Regions from separate parts of the Mus musculus genome. Here all the other regions are linked to region 3. A link is a contact called in public Hi-C and promoter capture Hi-C data. All regions are on one chromosome and are shown on one strand. The core of a region is the stretch at or near the end of the contact, and the rest is flanking DNA. Distances in the headings are between cores, read along the strand shown.

Region 1 (2,700 bases), core at 200-2,699, 1.1 Mb after region 3:
ACTTCCTAAGTCACACACTAGTCACTGGCTAGTGGTGGGGAGAGATATACACATGACCAGGATTAAAAGTCCCCTCCAGAAACATCTGCTAAGCTTCAACCCAAGATGCTTACTGTGATAGTCTGATGCTCAATTCTCAGTTTTTCCACCCCGATACCATAAAGTTCACGTAGAATACACATAATTCTTGTCTTTTTTCCAGCACCTGATGGTCCATATACTAAGAGGTGAGGAAAGTCTCCACACTGCACCTAAGGAAAAAAAGAACAAGACATTATATCTTAGTTAAACTGGGTGAACTAAGTTAAACAAACCACTTTTAAAGTTCCAAGATATTCTGTTTACCATCCAGCTCCAACAGAAAATGTACCAAACTCTGGACACTAATTTAATCTAATTTACATGCACTAAATGCTTAAAAGTAGGCACTCCCTAAGTAAGCTATCTGAAGGGCCCGTTTGAAACTAAGGGATGACAGAAGGCGAACCCAATCTCTGTAACTAAGACAGATGCTTGTCTGGCCCGGGCTCCCCATAATGGTCCTCTTGCTCAGAAGCAGGTGCGCTGATTTCCTTGTAAGTTCACTTGGAAGAGACAGAAGAACTTCACACTAGATCAAGGTTGATCAATGCTATGGAAAAGACAGCAGTAACAGAGTGCCATCAAACGAAAGAGTACTATTAACATGGGGTCTTGATCTTGCCACCGGGAAACTGAACATTAAAGCTTTTGCAAGGAAAACCGGCACGTGTATTAACGAAGCATAATATTCTATTTCAAATTAGTGCATGCATCACGAACCAAAACCAAAACCAAACCTAAAACATATCTTCCACTTCACCCTCGAGTCTTCCAAAAGCTCTCATATGAACGATCGCGGCACTCGTTAAAATAATCTCTCCTTTTCAGAAAAGCCTTAGCTGTGATTCCGCAGTAACTAAGAACAGGGTCCGGGGCACAGTCACCTCTATCAGCTTCCCACCTAAGCTCTCTGTAGCGGGAGAGCCCATCAGGCATTTGCAGTAACACCGAGGCCCGGGCACACCCCCATCCCCGCCCCCTACCGCCGCTGCTTGCTCCTGATTCTCCACTACACTGGCCTTCTTCTGGTCCCCACACCAAGCCATTGAGGTTCCCGGCAGCAAACACACCGCACTTTGAGGAACGCGTCACTCTGACCCCCTCGCTAGCACCGGGGCGCCCGCCTCCTCCCTCCCTCCCTCCCTTCCCTTCCCTTCCCTTCCCTTCCCTTCCCTTCCCTTCCCTTCCCCGGGCTGTGCAGGAAGCTGCTGAGCAGGGCGGCTCACCAGGTTGCGCAGCTGTGCTGCCTGTTCCTTATGATAGTCCAGCCGGGCAAGGGAGCTCGGCCGGTACTTGTCCACCCAGAGGCTCATGACCGCTCCACAGTCGCACCAGCGGACCCGCCGCTTAGACAGTAGAGTTTTCCCGCGAGCGCGAAAGCGTGCGACGTCACTTCCGGCACCCGGCGACTTCCGGATAGGGAGACTGGGCAATCTCAACCGGGAGTGGAGCAGTCGCTGCAGTTCCCACTTCCACCACTGCACCAACAGTCGCTGGATTTACCGGGCAGTGGCTGCCTCTTTGTTCTCACCCTGTAACATTTTAGAAAACATTCGAAGGAATTAAAGATGTATCTCTGACATTCAGGTTCGTCCAATCTGAGTTCTTAGGGAAGGAAATTCCCTCCATTTCATTCTTTCATTTATTCACTGATTCACAACTTCATTCTAATTAGTGCTACATAATCTGTTATCTTTATTAGTAGAACTGCTTTTCTTTAAAATAATAAACAAACTCCAATATTCAATGAGCATTTGCCTACATGCCTCTGTGAACTATATGTTCTGAACTAGGAAAGTAAAGGAAATAGAAAGTAAAGGAAATCAGAAGCGAAAGTACCCAGAAGCATGACAGACAACGTCCAAAGACAGGTAGTTCATGGTGGATCCTAGGGTATATTCTTTTAATCTAAAAGATTGAAAGAATGTGAAGAGAACATAGAAAAAAAAAAAACCTAGGTTTACTTGTTTTCACAAATACAACACACAGATGCCCCCAATAACATTTAGATCCCCAATAACATTTCGGTGTGTGTCCCAGGCAATATTTGCAATGAAATTAATTTTTATCTGAAATTAGATTTTAATTGGTTGCCCTGTATTTTTTAACTTATAACCATACTTGGAATTCTTCAACTTGTGAGACCTGAGGAAGTGGCTGGGAAGGAAGGATAGAGTCCTCAAATCATAGCCAGAGGGCCAAGGCCAGAGACACAGCTCTGATCTGCTCCCTGCAGTAGCTTCAGAAGTTTCTTTCAGACACCTGAAAGCTTGTTGCTATGGTTAATCTTGGTCATCAGCTTGATGAGATTTGGAATCACTATAGAAACTACTATATAGGTATGTTCCTAGGGGCAATGGAGTAGTGCTGCCTCTGGATTCCAGAGTTTGTAAGCAGAGCAAGGCCTCTCACTACACACCAGCACGAAGCAGGGCACTGAGCCCTTAATCTGGACTGAGGTTGAACAAAAGGTATTTGAAGCTTTAGAAACAGCTCTAGCATTGACTCCAGCCCTAAAACTTCCAGATGTCTCAAAACTTTTTCATCTGTTTGTCCATAAAACAAGACAGAAGGGCTTTTAATCCAAATTTTGGGACCATGGAAACACCCTGTGATGTA
Region 2 (2,700 bases), core at 96-2,595, 1.4 Mb before region 3:
TTGCTTTACACCTCAAAAGTCGGGTTACATTTTAACTGAACCAACTAGATCATTCAATTTATGAGCTGACATTCAGCAAGTGTTTATTGGGAGGGGAAGTGTACTCCACTCTAAAAATGGAAATAGCATGTTGAATAAGAAAACAATCCTATTAATCTTGGCTACTCTCTCAGGAAGAAATACTTTCTCAAAAACCTCATAATCCATACAAAAAGAAATCTTACTTGTTTGATCTTACAACAAATATACCAGTACAGTATGTAGTGTAAATGCAAAGATAAATAAAATTAAAAAAAAGCAAAACCTAACCAGTCTATTTTCGTCATGAGAGAGGAGAAAAAAAACCCTAACAAAGTCTCTGTTGGAACGCTCAGCGATTTCCATTCCTAAGTACCACAAACTGAAATTCTTTTATTGAATAATTTCTTCCTACAGCGGACTTGTTTCCCCCATTGCACGCTACCAAAATTATCAGTATTCTGCCAGAACATGGTCGTTTAAGACCACTAATGAAACCCTACAGGACCGCAATCCAAAATGCCAGTCATGATTCCTGTAAGGTCCAGAAAAAATCCCAAATTGTAGTCCCAGGCCACGGAAACAGTCTATGCAAAGGACTCCAAGAATAGGATGTCCTCATGGACGCGATCAGTCATGACCTCCCTGACACCACATGACCTTTCTACGAAGGCAGTTCTTAAAACTTAGCAACTGAGCTCTCCCCTCTCTGAAGTTCAAGGAGGCAGGGCGGCTGCTGAGATGCGCGGGTCGGCTGCTCAGTGCCACCCCGGGTCAAGTGCTCGTCTTTCGCTACCCCCCTTACCGTGAGCAGATCAGAGAGGGAAGAAAGAAAAAGTGGCCTCCAAGGATGGGTTTGGGGAAGAAGGGAGGGGCAGCTCCGTGTGTGGTAACCGTTTGTGAACACGTAGGGTGGTGGCGCGCGGGCCGAAAAGAACCAACTATGGGAGCCCGTCGTGGCGTCCGCCATGACGGCCCGCCAGGGAGGCCCATCACTGCGCCTGCGCGCCAGGCAGGCAGCCGCCCAGCGACCTCTCCTTCCTCTGCCGCGTAATCCCTCCGCTGAAGGCCGCGCACTAATTTTAATCACGCCCCGCCCCCTAGCCTCTGGCGTCACCTCCGCCACTCCAGCGCTTTCCAGCAGCTTCCAGAACCAAGCCTGCCCCACCCCCTCCAGCTCCCTCCCCCTCCCCCTCCCCCGTCCTCCCGACTCACACTTTGCAGGCTCTGTAGCGAGGGGCCCCGCCCTGTCGCCGCAGTTCCCACTGCGCCTGCGCCTGCTGGGCGGGCAAGCCACGCCTCTGCGGAGCCCTGCCGGAAGTGCTCTGGTCTTCCCCTTCCCCGGCCCTGCCCGCGTGCTCTCAAGCAGGGCTGCCTGCCGCAGGAAAGTGTTTGTGGGGTAGCTCTTGGGCGGCGGACTCGCAGGCGGAAGTTGCTTTCCTGGCGGAGAGGGCTGTGGGGGAGGAGCCGTCCGAGGGAACGTGGGTTGAACGTTACGGTTAGATGGTGGGGACCTCAAGCTGGAAGAGGAGTTCGGGTCCACTGTATGCGAAGAAGGAGCGTACTTCGGGAGGGTAAGGAAGACAGTAGTTCCCTCGGGAAGTAGAAATTGGGACGGCTGGAGTGCCCGGGGTGGGTCGTTGGCGCGCTGAAAAGATGGGGTAGGAACGAGGTTGTGGTGGGCAAGGTGGAGGATGGAGGTGCAGGCTGGGTCTTCAGGTTCCGGTTAGGCTCAAAGAGGTAAACGCTGAAGAGAAACCAGAGTTTGTGCCCGCCCCACGAAGAGCGTGGAGATGGGCTGGGTAACGGAACGCCGCGCCTCTTGGACTTCCTTGGTAGGCTTTTGAAGCTCAGTTCGCGTGGACCCATCCGTCTCAAATTCGGGAAGCTGGACTGGGTACCAAGCAGTATTGGGCTCTGTAAAGCCTATCCCTTCGCTGGGGCTTAAGTCTGCTGGCCTTGAAAATTCATATGCAGAGCCGAGAGATAAAGCTCCGAAGGGTTCCAGGCCCTTTGAATACCTGTAATAGTTTCTACACATGCAGTGAATTAAATTTAAATCCCTCTCGTGATTGGCTGCTAAATGGATCTATTCTGGGCTGATATCTCCCATTAAGGTCTCCGGAATGCGACTTACCTACGTTGAAGGTGGGGGCTCGGTGGTGGGCGTAGGTAAGAGGAAAAGTGCCGGAGATGAACACTGGAAAACCTTGGTTGTTCTCCTTGAAATAAGCTCATGTCATAATCTTTAGGATGTACTGAGCTGTTTGGGCGGACTTCCTACAATCAGATTGGATTAAATAGGTGGTTTGAAGCGGAGCTGTCATTTTGACAGTGATATGAATGGAAAGAGAGACAAGTTCGAAACATTTCCAAAGCCTCGTTCACGAGTTTAGATGGCGCCTACTGTGCAAACATGGGAGATGAGAGTGAGTAGACGGCACAAACTTTCTAGTCTGTATTTGGAAACCCAAAAGATGCCAAAATTTAGATACTGTACAGGGAGGAGCTAGCAGTTACACTTGGAGAAAAGATAATGAAGGTAATTTATTCCTAGACAAATTGAAATTTGAGACCCACCCCGGGGTTTTGTGTATAATACAGTGCTTGAAAAACCCCAAGAGTCTACTTCTGGTATTTTAAAACTTGAATATTCTTTGGGGAGGGGGAATTTCTTAATAT
Region 3 (2,700 bases), core at 88-2,587:
AGCGGTTCCAGGGTCCTAGGGCTAGCCTTATCTGATGAGAAGGGAAGCAAGCACACAGGTGGCAAGTGACTGCTTCTATCGACTAGTGTGTGCCCGATAACGTTCACGGAGGGTAAGACATGGCCCCTATCTTCAAGTATCTCACAGAAGGCAAAAGCAACCGTGTGCAAACCTAAGCGCAGTCACAGAGATGTAAACAGGAGCCAAGACGCTGAGAAGGGCGGGCGGCTTCTACGGCAGGGTGAGGCAGCTGCGAGGGGAGGTAATAGAACCGGTTTTAAAAGGCTAGTGAGACCAGTCGGGCAAAGGGTGACGGTGGGAAAGCCAGGCAGGAGGGTCAGCATCCTCAACCCCAGCAAGGAGAGAGAAACAGTCCAACGTTGCTGGAATACCAAGTGCAGGGCAGGAAGTGGAGGGCGTTCAGGCTGGAGCGGTGGGCCTAGCAAGGTGCAGCAGGCAGCAAGCCCGCGCAGTTCTCTCTGCCCGGGTACCCGAAGGGCCGCTTACGCAATTCGCGAGTGATCGAATTTGGGCGCCCGCGGAGAGGCTGTCAGTGACGGTCGGTGGTGGCGCCGCCAGCCCCCCGCCCCCCTCCCCAGAGCACCTGTGCGCCTTCGCAGCCGCCAAAGCAGCCGCAGGCTGCGCCGATCCACCAGATCTCAAAGCGGGCCCCCGGCCAGCGCCGCGCGGACCCCCGACCCGGACATCCCCGAACTCGCTCCGGTGACAGCGCCTGTGGGCGCCGTGGCGGCTGCCTGCGCGCCAGCGGGCGGGGAGCGGGTTTCTCTGCAGTCACCACCAGCTTTTCCCGAAGAGCAGTCCCCGCGGGCCTCCCCGACCCGGGGCTGGGGACGAAGGTTGCCGGGGAGTTGGGGGTGGAGGGGTGGGCACCAGGCCCGGCGCGGCGGGGAAGGGCCGGCGGCGGCGTCTTGGGGCTTGCGCAAGGCGCACTGCCGAGGTCCGTCCTCCCGGGCCGGCGCGCGGCAAAGCTCTCGGGCGCGCGGGGCAAGGGCAGGGGCGGCGCGCGGAGCCGCTCGGGGCAGGAGCGCGAGTGGGCGCCAGGCCGCTCTCATTACCTGGCCAGCGTGGTTTTTCCCGAGCCCGGGAGGCCGCGCAGGAGGTAGAGGTGTTTCCTAAAGCTGTGGCGGCGCGGAGGTGGCCCCCGAGCGGGCGGCGGCCGAGGAGGCGGCTGCTGCTGCCGCTGTTGGAGGCTCAGCCTCCCGAACGATTCCAGAAAACTGTCCTCCATGGGGAGGGGGCTGGCGGCGAGGGCCCTGAGCTCCCTTCCTGAAGTCACGGTCTTGGCCAAAGCTGTTGTTTTTGTGACTCTCCGGCCATGTGATAGATGGAGGGGCGGGCGCTCGGAGCCCGGCCCCTCCTCCCCGGCCCCGCGAACCGCGGGAGGGGGCGTCTCTACCTGTGAGGCCCCGGCGCTGCCGGGGAGTCTGACAGCCCGGGGAAGCGTGGGTGACGCAGCCCCCAGCGCTCCCTCCAGCCCCCCGCCGCCTTCCGCAGCCCTTCCCAAGGGAAGGGGCCTGGCCCCGGGGACACAGTGGGAGGTTTCCCTGCAGTCACTGTGGAAGCCCAGCCCTCTGCCACGGCTCTGCCTCATCTCACTTCAGACCGGCCTAGACCTTGAAAGTAAATACTTTCCGTGGGAGATTAGAGAATGTGACCAGCGCATCCGAGCAGTCACAGTAAAGACTGTTGTCTCCCCTACTGCCTGTGAATCAGTCAGCACCTGGCTGGGGTCCCAAGGACTGAGGTACACTCCTTCAGGGTCCTGTACGTTTCCTTAGTACCGGTACCGGCCTGCCAAAACTATCCTTAAAAGCTGTATGCAACTTTTAAGTCTCTTGTTACTCCTTGGGTCTCGGGTGGACTCAGGAGGCTTCATGAACACCTTCCGCTGCCACATAGCAGGGGAGATTGTCATGGTACCATTTATATAAAACCAAATTCAAGTTGCAGGAGTTGGCAGCACCCACTGGCTGTGACTCTCCAGTATTTCCCTTTAGAAGCAATAGAATGGTCCTGGTTTTCAGAATGAAACTGTTCAAAATTTGCATACTAGAAAATCTGAGATATTGGTGGCTTTGGCTACAATTGTTGTAAAAATCAAAACATTTTGTGTCTGGCACCTAAGGTATGAGCATTATGAGAAGGAAGTGTGGAGAAAGAAGTAGTGTCTTTCTAAGACTCAGAACCTATGTCAAAATCAGAGATTTCCTGATGAGCGCGTTAGGAAGGGGCTGTGTACAAGGAGGGAGGACAGCTGCCTGTGCATCTCGCTGGCTTTGGACTTCCCCTGGGTTGGGGTGTGGAGCAGTCAGGTTGCTCCCCCGGGAATTCCCCTCCCGGAGTGAAGCTACTTCTTTAGTCCTTCTTTCTGTGTGCACATTAAGAGGAAGCACGAGGAATGGAGAAGACACATTTGTCCTAACAGCAGTGACCTTTAGCTTGTATACGTCCGGGTTCACATTTGAGGAAGTGAATCTCCTGCACCCTGAGCATACCCTTAGCACACGTTTACAAACGTGGTTCCCCTCAGCCTCAAATACTTTCTTTTTCATTCCAATCATCTGCTGTCCAGTAAGAAACATGGAGCATTTGGGGTGTGGATGGTACAAAATGGGGTTAAAGGGCTCGATTTGGCAGCACCTTAAAGTGGATGCAGAGCAGATTAGCATGGCCCCACAA

What was found. Promoter capture Hi-C pulls out the DNA fragments that hold promoters and counts their contacts. A called contact is a pair of places that touch in the nucleus more often than the background predicts.
Region 1: a promoter capture Hi-C map of liver shows a contact between it and region 3, with 4 times the contacts expected there. The contact joins the promoter of Rfc3 here to the promoter of N4bp2l1 in region 3. A contact is called at or near these places in 11 of 39 promoter capture datasets (the 3T3-L1 cell line, the C10 cell line, cranial neural crest and 5 more) and 3 of 115 datasets of contacts at active chromatin or transcription factors (the 230-238 cell line and embryonic forebrain).
Region 2: a contact with region 3 is called in a Hi-C map of B cells, with 6 read pairs. The contact joins the promoter of Uspl1 here to the promoter of N4bp2l1 in region 3.

What each region holds. Positions count from the first base shown.
Region 1 is chr5:151,649,759-151,652,458 of GRCm38.p6, forward strand. It overlaps Rfc3 (replication factor C (activator 1) 3), which reads right to left and starts at 1,450. Exons shown (of 9, transcript NM_027009.2): 1 at 1,308-1,450; 2 at 114-251. The coding sequence starts at 1,394.
Region 2 is chr5:149,183,215-149,185,914 of GRCm38.p6, forward strand. Uspl1 (ubiquitin specific peptidase like 1) reads left to right here and starts at 1,346. Exons shown (of 9, transcript NM_001115149.1): 1 at 1,346-1,592.
Region 3 is chr5:150,593,188-150,595,887 of GRCm38.p6, forward strand. N4bp2l1 (NEDD4 binding protein 2-like 1) reads right to left here and starts at 1,338. Exons shown (of 5, transcript NM_133898.4): 1 at 1,077-1,338. The coding sequence starts at 1,249.